Regions from separate parts of the Ovis aries genome. Here region 2 is linked to region 1. Evidence: chromatin contacts called from public Hi-C data. All regions are on one chromosome and are shown on one strand. The core of a region is the stretch at or near the end of the contact, and the rest is flanking DNA. Distances in the headings are between cores, read along the strand shown.

What was found. A called contact is a pair of places that touch in the nucleus more often than the background predicts.
Region 2: a contact with region 1 is called in a Hi-C map of tail adipose tissue, with 8 times the contacts expected there. The contact joins two enhancer-like sites. A contact is called at or near these places in 15 of 16 Hi-C or Micro-C datasets (blood, hypothalamus, liver and 7 more).

Annotation. Positions count from the first base shown.
Region 1 is chr8:75,364,001-75,367,645 of ARS-UI_Ramb_v3.0, forward strand. No RefSeq gene overlaps it. Among named protein-coding and RNA genes, the nearest start is that of IYD, 49 kb to the left of the region's middle. Within about 2 kb of position 2,026, at least 16 of the 54 cell types and tissues checked have an H3K27ac peak or open chromatin away from gene starts, as enhancers often do.
Region 2 is chr8:75,740,684-75,744,328 of ARS-UI_Ramb_v3.0, forward strand. All of the region lies in intron 11 of PLEKHG1 (pleckstrin homology and RhoGEF domain containing G1), which reads left to right. Among named protein-coding and RNA genes, the nearest start is that of TRNAS-GGA, 23 kb to the right of the region's middle. Within about 2 kb of position 1,773, at least 9 of the 54 cell types and tissues checked have an H3K27ac peak or open chromatin away from gene starts, as enhancers often do.

The DNA of each region.
Region 1 (3,645 bases), core at 776-3,275:
CAAGGGAGAATGTAGGGGGTGGGATGAGTTGGGAGACTGGGATTGACGTATATTTGCTAGTGTGTATAAAAGTATAAAATAACTAATGAGAACCTACTGTACAGCGCAGGGAATGCTATCTGGTGCTCTGTGGTGAGCTAAATCAAAGGCAATCCAGAAAAGAGATATATATACACATATAACTGATTCACTTTGCTGTATGGTAAAAAGCAACATAGCTTTGTAACATAGCATTGTAAAGCAACCATATGCCAATAAAAATTTAATTTAAAAAATGGTTTAAAGAAAGAGAGAGTCAGAGTTGGTGTGGGAAGTCTTCACATTTAGAGTAACTAGATTTACAAAAACCGCCCCCCACCCCACAATTTCAGAGCAAGAGATTCGGCAGGTCAATGTTATTGCTTTATGGCAAACATCAGCTGTTGGTTATTTGAAGGATGGCTACTGAGTTTAGGGATTCTTCTCTCTCTTTATTAGCTGCCACTAGTACTACTATCACTACCTCTTAGTACCTTGAAAACAGAAGGGAGATGTCTGTAACTGCTTTGGAAGGCAGGAACTATCTGCAGAGCTGGTGGGTGTCTTTGGTGTCCAGACACAATACACACTTTGACATTGAATGGATGCCTTTAGATGATGAAATCAGGCATTTGTGTGAAGTTCGTAAGTTTTCACTCATCATTGGCTTACATAATTTGGAAATACCCTACATGTGGTTGCCACAAAAATACTTTTTCAATCCCCTTTCATTGCCGTTGATGGGAAATTGAAAGCATCTTGCTGAATTGAATCCATTTCCAAGTGAAGGTAGGTATTGTGACTCCACCAGGTGGCGCACGCATGCTAGATCAGGACTTCATATAGATAAGGACAAAGACACCAATGTAATCAGATACTATCTTTTCTCTCTCCCCGGGCAACCCCCGAATTTTCCTGTGTGTTCGTAATTTACGTTTCTAGATCATGTAAATACAGATGTGCTAGAGTTAGTCACCCGAATCAACTGTTCAGTGTCTAAGGCTAGGTTGTAAAAACGATCACTCTCCTTTGTTTTCAGCTCAAGTATTCTGACTATTCCTTTGCCACAGATTCCTTTATTTTTCATCCACTTCCATCAGTGGTCTGGGTCTCTTTTCTTTCTTACACATACTGATGGAGAGGAAAAACATACTCTCGAACGTTCTGGAAATTTTCTTGTATAGTACATCAATTCCCCAACCCTCTTAAAGATGCCATTCATTTTATTTTTATTTTTTTTTTTTTATTTTTTTAGTTTTTTATTTTTTAAATTTTAAAATCTTTAATTCTTACATGCATTCCCAAACATGAACCCCCCTCCCACCTCCCTCCCCATAACATCTTTCTGGGTCATCCCCATGCACCAGCCCCAAGCATGCTGCATCCTGCGTCAGACATAGACTGGCGATTCAATTCACATGATAGTATACATGTTAGAATGTCATTCTCCCAAATCATCCCACCCTCTCCCTCTCCCTCTGAGTCCAAAAGTCCGTTATACACATCTGTGTCTCTTTCCCTGTCTTGCATACAGGGTCGTCATTGCCATCTTCCTAAATTCCATATACATGTGTTAGTATACTGTATTGGTGTTTTTCTTTCTGGCTTACTTCACTCTGTATCATTCATTTTATTTTGCATGTAAGGGGCTCAGCTTTTGGAAAGACGTTAGAGAAATGTCCCAAGATACAAAGCAAATGATAGCTCTCTTTATTCAGCTTTATTTGTCTTTGCCTTTTGAAAAAAGAGGAAGTGGGGGGAAGAGGAAATATTCCCAGCCTGAATCTGAACCAGCAAGACCAGCCATGTTACGAGCCTGTCCTGTGGTCACTGAGATTTGCCATCTCCCAGTCTAACCCCCCCTCCCCCGCCCCGCCCCAGCCAGCACTCCCTCTAGAGCGAGACACAGGCCCCCAGAGGAAAAGTTTGGTAGGACATCCTGTGGACCAAGTCCAGAGCCAATAAAGGGAACTAAGAGACTTAGAGGCCGGAAGAGAGAAATGAGATTTAGCTAGTCTGACATCATCAAGCCACAAACGTGGCCACAGAAAGGCTCCCTGTGTGGAAGTGGAAAGCAGGGCAGCCTGGGGGCTGGCAGGCCCACCTCCTGGCTGGGGCCCTGCTGCTGAGCCAAGAGATGGAAGGAGAGGCCCCCTGGGGTGTTGGTGGCTCCTGGAGTGGCTGGTGTGAAGGGACAGTAGATCCAAGAGGGTGAAAGATGGATGGAATAAAGGGGACACATTGACCGTGCTTTCCTCAGTTTCCTCGTGGTGCTCCATTAACACAAGGAGAAGACAAAAATTCACAGTCTAAGTCACAAAATAAGGGTGTGATCTAGTTTTTTATAGAGCAGCATTGAGAAATAGTCCTTGATTATGCAGACAGCATTTTAGGAACTGTTCGTATTTATAAGTCTGTTATTGAAGTTTTCAGAGCTGACCTTTAATTCCAGAAGTATATGGTTAAAGGTTGTTTTTTTTTTTTAATTGGTTCAGTCCTTGGGATATAAAAAGAACCTTGTGGTCCTCTGACATTCATAAAGAAGTAAAGTTATTTTAATTTTTGAATATACTGGATCAATTTGTATACAGGATATCATTTTTAATAACCTTTATTTACTTTTATTTTTAATCCCTACATTCCTTTTTTTTTATCCAGGTGTCATGTCATATGTTGTAACATCATATAATACATTTGTACCTCATAAGCTACAACCCAGAAGGCAACATTTTTCCCCCCAAAGGCCTTCAACAGCTGTCACCAACCCGTTATAAAGATCCAGAACAGTCTGGGGCTTTGTTGTTGTTATTAGTTTAAAAATGAAATATCTTATGAGAAAGCACAAATACAAAAGAAAGTAGGCAGGGATTCAGTTTTGGAAAAATTAAGTTCAATTCTAGGATGGCAAAGATTTACGTAAGATTTATACTTTGCATGAGTCATAGCAAGCAGTGCTGGCCACATGAACAAAGACCTGAAAGTTTCAGTGGTTTAACAAAGCAGAGGTTTATTTCTCACTTTCTTCACAACTTAACATGGGTCTCTCAGGAGAAAGGCAGGGAGCCCTGCTCCAGGCATTCAGGGATCCAGGCTTTTTTCAGTTAGTGGCTCTGCCATTTTTGGTGCCTTGGTTTCCTCTATCAGGGCTTTGCATTCGATCAGCAGTCAGGAGAGGAGGATGGGTAAATCCTGTTTCATTTAACTGCCTCGGTCTGGAGGTAATGTGCAACACTTCCATTTACCTTCCGTCAATAAGAACCAGTTTCAGGAATTGGAAGAAGAGAACTTGGATATTGATGTAAAATAGTCCAATGTTCACTACAGAAGCGTGTGTGTGTGCCAAGTTGCTTCAGTCGTGTCCAACTCTTTGCGACCTCATGGACTGTAGCCCACCAGGCTCCTCTGTCCAGGGAATTATCCAGGCAAGAGTACGGAAGTGGGTAGCCATTCCCTTATCAGGGAATCTTCCCAACCCAGGGATTGAACCCAGGCCTCCCACATTGCAGGAGGATTCTTTACCATCTGAGCCACCGGGGAAGCCCATTTACTATACATACTCACCAGCAATATAGAGTTTGGTAAGATACAAAACTATTGTTAAAACTATTTGTCTCAGGGTGGGAAATG
Region 2 (3,645 bases), core at 523-3,022, 380 kb after region 1:
GTGTTAAGTTCCAAGACAGGCTTCCAGGGAGAGGAACCGGTTGGATGGGCCTGAGAGGGAGGCGTGGTGGCCCATGTGCAGGGGCAGTTCAGCTGCAGGAGAGATGCAGGCCTGTCCACCCTGGCAGTCATCAGAGCCCGGAGATTTGATAGGAGGGCCCACACAAATGCGTAACGGGAAGACAGACCCTTGGGAATCCAACATCTAAGTGCTCGGCAAGGGGCGGAGGATTTGGAGAAGAACCAAAGAAAAAGTGGCCAAATGAGGCAGTAAGAAAACCGAAAGAGAAAGTATGGTAAGGAAAGAAGGAAAGAACCTCCCTGGGAAAGAGTGGAGTAACTGTCTCAAAGGCCGAAGAGATGACAACAGATTCCAACAAAAGCAGATATTAGGTTTGGCAACTAAGAGATAAGGGAGAGAAAGAGCAGTGGGTTGAAGAGAAATAAGGAACAGACTGTGTGTGGCCTTCTTTTTTTAAGCAAAGTTCAGAAAGGACAAGCAGTAGTAGTTTGAGGAGAGATAAGAGCAAAGAAAGACACTTTGCCCTCATGAAGAATGTCGTGAGCATGTAAGCTGAGGGGATGAGGAAAGGAAACAGGAGACAGGAAAGATAAGAGGTGGGGTACTCCTTGGAATGTAACTCTGGGGAGACGGAAGGATAGGGGCATCCTTAATCCAAAATTTGGGGTGGGGGTGTGTACTGTAAATATAGTCTAATAAAAACATTAGATTGTGAATATAATGATGGGAACTCAAAACTTACTATTTACTGAAAAAATATGCAAGAACTGCTAATGCACACCTCCATATATAAAAACATGGCTTCTTCAAGCTTTTAAAATCTAGAACTAATTCCCTTGGTCTTAGGAACCAAAAATTGGTGCAACTGTATATAAAATTAAGAAATCCATTCACCTTCTCTATACTAATTACACTTTTTATATTAACTTTACCAGTAGGTGTAGGGGTTAGTCTTGTCAAGAGTCAGAAACATCTTCCCTGAGCTAGGGGAAGAAGAAAAATAAAGAGAGGATAAACTTTGAGGTGGACTTGAGAGAGCTTAAAGGGTGTGCCTTCACTAAAGTTGCTGGTAATAGCATCTGCTGGGTGAGTGGAAGCAAAGATGGGGCTAGGTGTCCAAGGGCAATTAGGGAGATTCAGAGCACGTGCTAAAGAACATAGACTAGGGACTTTCCTGGTAGTCCAGGGGCTAAGACTCTGTGCTCCCAATGCTGGGGGCCTGGGTTTGATCCCTGGTCAGGGAAATAGATCCCACATGCCGCAATTAAGAGTTCCCATGCCACAAGTAAAGATCTTGGATTCAGCAGTGGAGATCAGAGATACCATGTGCCATAGCTAAGACCTAGTACAACCAAATAAATAATTTTTATAAAACCATGGGCTAGAGAGTCAGTGGGGCTGACTACAGCCATCTGTGAAAGGAATCCTGGACCCCACTGAGGCTGACCACCACAAACCAATGTGATTACTCAGCAACTTTGAAACTAGTGTGAAGAACCCTGGCACACATGGGTTGCCCAAGGTTGGGGACCAGCAGAGCCGTGAGGGGAAAGGTCAACAGGGAAGGCAGAGTGCTAACCAGTATCCAACCTGCAGTGATTGAGCATAATTCCCAGGCTGAGTGGAGCGTGAAACCAACCAGGAAAACAGGTGCATGAAGGATGAGTCAGAGAACTGGTTCAGCAAGAGTCTGGGTGGAGAGATGGAAATACAGAGATCTGTCACTGAAGGAGGGACTTCTGGAGTCCTACCTGCAAGGGAGGGCACTTCTGGGTGATGACAGGCTCCGGGGGCGGCTGTGATTATGCGTTGCTTGCTGTTCTAGAGTGAAGGGAAAGGTTAGATGTCCTAAAGGATATGAGGATCCACATGTATGGGGAAGGGGTCTATGCTGGGGCAGAGAGGAGGCAAGTAGAGCGGTAAATGGGACGATGCTCATGAGAGTAGAACTGGGTGGGAAATGACGCTATCTGAGATTTCTGAGAAACAAAGTCTGTTTGCTCTTTGCATACTTTTTGAAAAGTCTTTGAAGCTTGTCCTCAGGGGCTGTCAGCAGCACTTCTGTGCCCAGGAAATGAATGTGCATGGGTGTGGGCTTTGACTGAGGCGTGAGTCTCAGCTCATCAGGGCCTTCCAAGGGGTCAGGTAACTCACGCAGAGAGGTGAATGCATTTTCTTCATACTTAATCATTTGTCTGCTGGCCTCGTCTCTTGGAATGCCCTTCTGAGCCATGGCAGGTGCCATTCATAAGCCCCACCTGTTGTTCACCTGTCCCTGGGAAAATCAAAACTGCCAAAGGGGTTCTGAAAGGCAGTTATTGGCCATTACAAAATGAAGCTAGCTTACGGAACTTCCTCTTTCTCCCACACTAGGGGGTGTATATTCCAAGCAGTGTTCCCTTTATATTTTATAAGGGTTAATAGAGTCACGGTAGAATTGTACTTTTTTGTCCCTGACCCTTTTAGGATGTAAAATCTATTTTTTCAGCTACAAATGCTTGAGCACCATACAGTGTGCTGAGTACTTTGTATGCTTATTTCTTCCTTTTAGCAAAATGCCTTCTGCTAAAGGTCTTGTTCTCCCCATTCTAGAGAAATAAAAACAGAGGCTCAGAGATGGAAAGTAAACTGCCCTAGTTTATGCAATTAGGACTAGTTTATGCAATCTGGACTGAGTCCAGATTCAAACCCAGTTCTGCCTGGCCCCAAAGATCGTCTTAACTACATTGTTCCCAGGGAAAATGAAAGCACTCTTATTTACTATATTATATCCACTATAAGGTTGTGATAATTTTCTATTTTATTTAAGCAGGATTATTACTAATTTGAATTTTTCACTTTCCTTAAGACTATTTCTTCAATTATTTTCTTAAAGCTTTCAAAAGATATTTACTCTTATTAAATGAAATACATAATGGGAAAAATATCAAAAAATGTATCATTGTTCTACTATTTAACACCTTAAGAAGTTAGGTTCCTCCTAAAGAGTCAACACAACTTAGCAACTAAACAAACGACAAAGAACAAAACCTCCTTCTGGTCCTTAAATTCTGTGATGGTCCTTGACTGACCTCTAGTGGAAAATGTGGGAATAGTACTTTTTGATATTAAATGTCAAGGCAATAAAAAAATACTGAGTTCTTAAAGTCAAGCTTACAAATATTAAGAAACTTCCTGGAAATTAGCCATATGGTCCATCTATATATGTGGTATATACACTAACTTTTGTCCAGATTAATTGGGAATAGGGTGCAGGTAGAAACTGTTGGATTTTCTATATACACATGGTTCTGCAAATGCCCTTCACAGAAATTGAGCTAACATTTGTGTCTAAAATTAACTTGACTAGTAACCTCAAACTCTAAATGTATGGTAAAAATATCAGTGTTATAAAAAAGAATAAACGCTTATTTTCTCAAAATTAAGGTGACTGCATCAAGGCTTTTGTTTTTTAATTGCCACTTAGCCTAGACATTTTTACTGTGATGTCACATACTGCAACAAAGTAAAATTATTTTGTAAGTTATTCTTAGCATAATATAGGCTCAGTCACACTGCCTTGAAAAATGAAAATGACATTTAAGATGCAAGAAAGCCTACCTTATTTTTTTTCTTCTTTGAATC